2 separate regions of the Rattus norvegicus genome follow, and region 1 is linked to region 2. Evidence: chromatin contacts called from public Hi-C data. All regions are on one chromosome and are shown on one strand. The core of a region is the stretch at or near the end of the contact, and the rest is flanking DNA. Distances in the headings are between cores, read along the strand shown. Region 1 has its middle 36 kb from the start of Usp3. Region 2 holds the start of Fbxl22 (F-box and leucine-rich repeat protein 22).

The links. Hi-C and Micro-C count contacts between places; a contact is called where the count stands out from the background.
Region 1: a Hi-C map of liver shows a contact between it and region 2, with 2.6 times the contacts expected there. The contact joins the enhancer-like site here to the promoter of Fbxl22 in region 2. A contact is called at or near these places in 3 of 12 Hi-C or Micro-C datasets (liver, prefrontal cortex and psoas muscle).

The regions. Positions count from the first base shown.
Region 1 is chr8:76,082,987-76,087,151 of GRCr8, forward strand. No RefSeq gene overlaps it. Among named protein-coding and RNA genes, the nearest start is that of Usp3, 36 kb to the left of the region's middle. Within about 2 kb of position 2,230, at least 1 of the 93 cell types and tissues checked has an H3K27ac peak or open chromatin away from gene starts, as enhancers often do. A contact at or near this core is called in liver, where this site is marked.
Region 2 is chr8:75,970,164-75,974,102 of GRCr8, forward strand. It overlaps Fbxl22 (F-box and leucine-rich repeat protein 22), which reads right to left and starts at 1,551. Exons shown (of 2, transcript NM_001108769.1): 1 at 1,159-1,551. The coding sequence starts at 1,493. It also overlaps a transcript of Usp3 not described here.

The DNA.
Region 1 (4,165 bases), core at 980-3,479, 110 kb after region 2:
GGATTATTTTTTTAAATCTACAGAAAATGCTAACACCCAAAACCTTAGAACCATCAAGGTTGTTTCCCATTCAGCCATCCCTTCTGCAAGCACTATGTGCCATTTGCCAATGTTACAGAACCATGGCCATGGGTGCAGCTTGTGTTGGTGGACTGTGCAGATCCCAGAAGATCTTACTGAAGGGGGTGATGATCTGACCAGTGGCAAGGTTCACCATCCAAGGTTGGTCAGTTTGATGACTGAAGAGGCCGTGACTAAGGTTTGAGTTCTTTGAGATTCTCTTAACTTTTTTTCTGTCTAAAAGATGTTTGCTTTGTTTTTTTTGTTTGTTTGTTTGTTTGTTTGTTTGGTTTATTGAGATAGGGTCTTACTACATAGCTCTTGCTGGCCTGTAATCCATTATGTACACCACACCTGCTCCAAATTCAGGGGTCTTCCTGTGTCTGCCTCCCCAGTGCTGGAATTAAAGATATTTGCCATCTTCACTTTGGGTCTGTTTTAGTTTGAAACCAGACATCTTTAAAGAAAACAAAGAAAAAAATAAAAATTAAAAAGTAAAGAAAACAAAGACATTTCTGCCATTATCCCTTGCTTCTTTATTTTTATCTTATGTTTGGTCTTTACCTATGACTGTGTAGCATATGCATGCAGTACCCATGAAAACCAGAAGATGATCGGTCTCCTGGAATTGGCGTGACAAATGGGTGCTGGGAATTGAACCCTGGTCTCCTGGAAGAGCAAGTGCTCTTACTCTCTGAACCATCTCTTCAGCCTCACCATTGTTCCTTCCTGTGAACAAGCAGAATATTGTTAGGTCCTCCCAGCTGACGTCCCCTTCCACCTCACCGACGATACCATACTGTGACTGCATGGCAAGAAGGGAACTCCACACCTGGTTTTAGGACTCTGCATTCACACCCTGGCCAGCGGACAACCCAGGACTCAACCTTCCCCCAGAGCATCCAGTTATCACGAAAGCAGGGGTGTGACTGAAATGCTGCTTGCCTTTAAGAGACAGGAGAAATGACGGCTGAGCGGGCCACTGGCAATGGAGTCGAATTTCCCATCCACTGATTTACCAAATATTTAGACTCTGAATTCTCGGGAACTCCTTGTTTATGCAAACATAAGCTTTTCCTATTGCCATACCTTTTAGTTACTACGTCAAGCTCTGCCCTGTTTCTCTGTTAAACCATAGAATCTCTACCCTTTTGTCTTTTGCCTCATTCCAACATGTGGTCCCCTTTTATGTGTCTTCAGAATCTCGTCAATCCGAGGCTTAAAAATATTTAATACGCGGCCAGGTGGGATTCTAGTCACTGCTCGGCCAGCACTTGCTGTCCTTGCTGGATCAGGAACGGTCTGGAGGACTGAGGAGAAGGCAAAGGAGGCCGAGGAAGGACCGGGCCTGCCTAAGCACCAACAGGAAGGGTTTCTTTTACTTACTTGGTTTTGAGATGAGACGGATGTTTTGGTGGCAAAGAGTGAAAAGGAATTCTTAATTACTCTTTTCCCTTCTGGTGGCTGATTGGTGAAAGTAAAAAGGCATGGTAATGTTCAAGAAATCCTTTACAGATACGTGTATGTGCTTGTGTGCAGGCATATGTGTTGCACATGTGCACAGACATGTGTGCATGTGGGTGGGGGGGTGGGTGTGTCTCACTAAAGAAAGAACATAGGGCTTTGTGCATGTCAGGTGAGTGTTTAACCGCAGAGCCCAGCTCTTTTAGGGTTTTACTTTGACATAGAAAATCGTATTGAATTGCCCAGTTGGCCTTGAACTCAGTCTGTAGCCCCCGCAGGCCATGAATTGGAGATCTGTCTGTCTCAGCATTTGTAGCAGCTGGGCTTACAGTCTTGGGCCCTGGCCTGGTTCCTTGTAGGCCTTGACCTTTTGCAGAAACGCAGAGATGCCCGAGTTATACACTATGTGGTTATTTCCAAGGCGGAAGTATCCTATTTGCTTTCTGAAGTGCCGAGGGTTGAGCGGATTCTTGTCTTCAGTTTTTATGGGAGGAAACAGAAGTCCTTCCTGAGCGTCACCCGAGTATGTAAGTGTGGGACAGTTGTATTCCAGGGTGGTGCCTTGGTGTTCTGTGCACCTGGTCTCGTCCCTGGTGTTCCTAGCCTCCTTGGTCTTGTTTTCAAAGCTGTCACTAAGGCATGGACTCATTCAGCTTAATGCTGGCACTCCATACTTTTCCTAGTGACAAATACCAAAAAGAGCTTAGTCACACTCTCTTTAGCCAAAGGACTCCGGAGTCACCTGCAGGATCTACAGACAGATGCGGGAGCCTGGATGAGGTCCCAGGTGGAAATAACAAATTTTCGTGACTTGTCTTCAGTTTCCAAGAGTTAGCTTCTCCCTGGGGGCTTATGTAAATTACATTCCTCCCCCACCCCCATCCCCAACCCTTACCCCACCTCCACCCTGTTCTGAGTCTTGGGGTAATGGGAAAGAGTCAGTGCTGTAGGCCTGACCTGTGGTGTCACCTGATAAGTGACCCTTTCCCCTGAGGGCTGCTGTCCAGCTAGAGAACCTGGCCCAAAAGTCAGGAAATATTTGACTTAACATCGAACATTCCATTATTCATCTGACAGGCTGGACACCAGCTCTGTTCTTCGGGCTGACCATGTCCAGTGTCAGTATGACCACAGCACAGTTTTCTCAGCTTCTGCCCCATAGTAGGTCGTCTGGACTGCCTCGCGCTTTAACTGCAACCGTAAGCACAGTTGTAAGCTCTGAGCATCTCTGTATGTATCTTTGTTTTTAGACACACACCCCCTCCCCACCTTTCTCTCTCTCTCTCTCTCTCTCTCTCTCTCTCTCTCTCTCTCTCTCTCTCTCTCTCTGTTGTATTTATCAGGGTCTCAGGGTCTCACATATTCTAGGCTGGTTTAAACCTAGCTAGACAGCTGATGATGACCTTGAAATCCTGACTTCCTGCCTCCGTCTCCTAAATGTACTGGGATTACAGGTATGTTGAGGATCCAACCCACAGCTTTATGCATGCTAGGCAAGCACTGAGCTCCATCCCCGGATTTATAAATGCGTACAGATATAATTCCTATTTTTATGCTTTTCATCCTCTAAAGTGTATCCAAAGATCACAAGGCCCGATCAATTTTGTAATTTGGCACGGTGATGTAAAAAGCATTTTTATTCTGTGTTTAGGAAAAAAAAACATCGTGCTTGCTTTTTTCAGAGACTCCTGTAACCTCAGCCGGCTGGAGGCAGTGGGAAGATCACAGAGGGCGCCAAGCAAAGTGAGCTGGGCTCCTTCTGGCAGCTGCCCTTGTGGACAGGGCTACTCTTTGAGGAACTGGCCACGGACATTCTCTTGGCCTATTTGAAATTGGTTTTTCCAGTTGCAATATTGGTTATGGGGTGGGTGTGGGTGTTTCTTACATCAGGGCAAACCTACAGTACTGTAGAAGATGAACTGGGTGTCGGGATTTGAACAGTTTACTATCAAAGTGTTTCGCAGATATTTTGGAAGGTGCTGGTCATGTACAGGAAGGAGGGACACCGACTGCCCCCTTCTGGTGTGAAGCTTAGTTTCCAAGTGACTGTGGATCATTCTGGCTCAAGGTCAGGCCTCTGTGCCAGAGAAATGGGAGAAGGTTCCTGTCTTCCTGGCTGACCCCGGGGATCACTTTTGAGATCACAAATTCCTTCTGCCAATCAAACTGTGGGAGATGGGAAGGTGCTGGCTTTCTGGAAGCCGCTTGTAAAAGAAAATGTGTTAGGCTCTCAAGAGGGGAGTTGGCAAAGACATCTTAGAAAAGCAGGAGGCCTTCCTCAGTTATTCACCAACCCTTTAGAAAGACTAGCAGCCCCCGGTGATGACTCCACAGGCACTCATATAGAACACCATCAGCCACACACCAGCAAATATTATTAGGTGAGATAAGCAAGATGGCTGCCTTTCTTATTGTCTAGTGGGGGATTTGACAGGAAGATTAATTCCTTTTTAAACTGTTGTGCTTTCTTTTCTCTAGTTAGTTGAAGACAAAGTGGCATCTAAACAGAAATTAAGAATAATTTAGAACATCTTGCCTTCTGAGTACTACGGCTGATTTTATTTTAATACCTTCTGGTCCTGGGACATTGCAATGGACATTTGCACAGAGCTGCCATCAGAGTACATGTGTTACCCTGAAG
Region 2 (3,939 bases), core at 301-2,800:
GCACCTTCTCTGATGCTGGGGACTGGTGCTTAGCAGATGTAATCTTAAATCAAATCTTGCTGGTTTCAGGGATTAAACCTGGTTACCTCCCATCAAGAATTGGTTACAACCAATATGGGATTGTGATGCTCCCTCTCCTCCACCCATCACCTTGCAGTCTGATTATTTTGAGCCTAGTGAAACCCATCAAAATGGCCTGGCCTGGTGTAGTCAGAGCCAAGCCCAAATCCACCTTGAGAAGAGAACAAGTGAAAGGCAGGCCACTGTAATTACCTCCTCTTCCTGTGGTGAGGTCAGCCAACCCTAACTACTAACCCTAGATGGCAGTAGCTGGCAACCACCCAAGCATCTTAGCTAGCAGAGAGCTCTTTCTCCTCAGCACCTGGCACAGCCATGTTGGCTATAGCTGCCCTGCCCAGGAAGGTAGACCAACCAATTTTGTGGCTCAGCCTGTGCAAGGGATAGGGGGATGAGGATGGTGGCCAAAAGGTCAAATAGGGGATGTTTTCAGGGCATTCTTAAGTTAAAAATTTTTTATCTCGAATTCAAATTTAACTGGGTGGTGTGTGTCTTACCTGCTAAAATCTGGAAGTCCTAAACTGGGCGCACCACACTATGTCTCAGAGCATCCCTTTTGCCCCCGACAATTGAAATACTCCATGGGTATTATTGAAATACTCCATGGGTAATATGCCAGATGAGTGTGTCCCTCAGAGGAGATGCTCACTGCTACTCTGCAATAGGCTTTGGTTCAGCTCACCTGAGCACCCTGGCTCTCCTTCCTCATCGGCAGCTCTCAGGCCTAGTTGAGAAATGGTGTATATTTTTGGCCAAATTAGAGGCCTGCACCACCTGATGCCTCTGGGAGCCTTTTCCTGGGGCCTGACCTTGAAAATTCAGGCTCAGCTGAACCTAACCAGGCCTTAATGGCTGCCAGTGAAGACAGCTGCTCCAAGGACAGGGCTAGCTGAACTCAGAACTTCCTTTGCCACAGAAGCATCTTCAGGAGCTGAGAGCAAGCCGATTTAACCCAACTCTTAGAACTGGTTGTCTGCCTTGGTCTCAATTAGAGCCATTTTGCTCTTGGAATGTGTGCTTCCCAGTCCCCCTGGAGCCAAGGCCAGCAAAGCCACACTGCTCAGGGGCAAGGTGGCCTACCTGTTGCACACCTGCAGGAGGAAATCATTAACCAGGTTCTCGTGCTGGCTGCAGATGCTCCTCTGGAAGGCGCTCTTGAGCCAGTCCTCGATGCTACACACTTGCACACGGCTGGAATGCCAACAGATGGACAGGCTGCGCAGTGCAGGGCTCAGCCGGAAGTTGTCTTTCTTGAGCTCTGTGAGGGAATGGAAGTGCAGCAGGGACCAGAGGGTGGGGTCCTCAAACACATCTCGGAGCTGGGAGCAAGTCCTGGAGAGACTCTTCCGACTGTCCTTGTCCAGGAAGGAGAAGAGGCGCAGCAGACACTCCCGATTGAGCTGGGTTATGTGCATGGTGAGTGGTGGCCTCACGTGAGTGCCCAGCAAGGGTCTGACCTGCCTCCTGCTTCCTCCCCAGATCAGGACTGGTGGACATATATGGTTGAGGAATGGTGTTTATTTTTGGCCAACAACTGGTGCTGAAGCCCAGGGAGGGGAGGGCGGGTGTCAGGATCCAGACTTACTCGAAGCCATCTGTGGTTAGGCTTATGTTCAGAGGGTCTGAAAGTCCTGGCAAAAGAGCAGCCCATTGAAGTTACAAGTTCTCCTTAAAAGGGATTTCTTTTCCTCTGAGCTGATAGTGTTGAGCACAGGGCTCTTGGCTCTTCCCAAGGTGTTTTCATTGGAGATAATTAGCTACAACAGCTCTTCCTGGTCGCAGCCTTTCTCCCTAGCAGGATGACAGTATTCGCTGTTATAGCGTGTGTCAGTGGGGCTCCCCTGCTCACCCTTGCTGGGGGCGGGGGGAGTCCTATCTGCTGAGCTAAGGGAGGTGACATGCCCTAAACTGTGAGTGGAATGTGAGGATCATGCCTGTTACTTTAGCTCAGGACATCGATGGCTACCAGGCAAGGATGAGCTATCTTCAAACCCCAATGGCTCCATTTTTACCCTGAACTGTCATAAGATTCATCTGAAATGTTTTAAAAGTGTGTGTGTGTGTGTGTGTGTGTGTGTGTGAGAGAGAGAGAGAGAGAGAGAAGCTGACATGTGCAAGTGTTCTTGGGGGTAATTTGCATAGTTTCATTATCTGTCCTAGATAGTATTTCCCAAAATGTGAGGTTGGGCAGAGGCAGCCCTTTTTCAGTTTCTATTTTTGAACACTTAACTGACTGTAAATGACGGGAAGTGAATTGGAAGTCTGATGGGTTTAGATGCTCACAGGCTGCCCTCCGCTGCCCTGCTTTTTAGGAGCAGTATGTGTACCTGTGGTGAGAAGTGTTCCAGCACAGTTGAGGGTAGGCACTGCTGTGCTGCGGACCTGGAAGTATGAAGCTGCTCTTAGTACATATGACATGATAGAAACATAAGACAACTACAGCTTCCCCTGAAAGGACTCCACAGAATCCCTTAATGACCACTCCCCTTTCCTCCTGCTCATGTAAGCTACAGGACCACCCCCTGCTGCCTGTAGCTCTGCCATGTCTAACTCCACTGGAAACAACCCAGGAGTAACATGGGAAAGCAGACAGACCTTTAATGCCACTTTCCACAGAAAAGCCCAGCTGGTGAGGCAGGACTAGGATGTGATTGCAGCACGAATGAGTGAGTCACGTTCACAATGACGTCCTCTTGGCATCATATGGACAACTAAGTTCTAGTGGCCAGTGATCTTGGCACAGCCACCCCTCACTTGACGGCTACTGCCCAGTGCTAACAGTCACAAACACGTGCCTCCTCTTTCCTGTGCTGTGGCATCTTCTCAGGGCTGTCCCCAGCCACAGAGGACCCATGCTCTGGAAACAGTTCTTACCTGAGCCTTTCCAAAGCCTGGGCAAGAGGTGACTCCAGCAGTCAGATTAACATGAGAGTTTAAGGGACTGGGGAGGTTACAGTGGGTTAAACATGTACAATAAACCAAAGTGAAATACTTCTGAGCAGGTACCACAGATGTGAGACATGACACTCACCCAGCGCCAGCACATGTGACTGGTTTAATTACATCATCTGTCACTACACACTGAGTAGAATACAGTGGATAAGCATAGGATTCTCCACCATGGAGAGAGACTTATGTTGCCACAGTTTCTATCCCCACCTGTGTGGGAAGACTTGGAGTTTCCTGTTGCCAGGGGCTGATGGGACAGGGCATGCATGAGGCCCTGCCTCAGCATAAGCTCTGAGCAAGAAGTTGCATGCCGGTTAGCACACATGGGGAAAGCCAGCCCTAGACAGTACAGAGATACGCTTGTAACAGGTGCAGTAAGGCTACACAGATTACAAACAAATAGGCACATGGACATCATGGGTGTTCGTGGGCACAGCCAATGGGCAGTCACTTCCTCAGAGTCTTCATGGTGCCACTCGGCCATTGTTGCTTAAGCAAAATCAAGCAATAAAGCTGCTACAAAAATTCCCAGAGACATTCATTCCCTTTTGTGTCAACAGTGTTGCCTGTCTAATGACCAATCTCCCCAACATGGCAGCCCAGTCTGCTGCTGCTGTCCCACCTGGTGTGACAGTGTCAGCTCTGTCTGAGTATTGTGTAAGTCATTACAAGTGCCTATTCAGAGGCCAAGACACAAATGCCAGAGGAGCCTGGATTAGCAGGAGCTGTGTGCAAAGTTAGATGAGACTTACATTCAGGCTTAGCTGTGATGGTATCAAGGTCCTGACATATTAGAGCAAATCATGCGACCCTCGATCTGTGGGTCAAACCAGTAGACTAATAGAAGTGCATAAGCCTCTACCTCATGTAACGTAGCACAGTTCCTCAATTTCTCCCTGCACTAAATCTAAG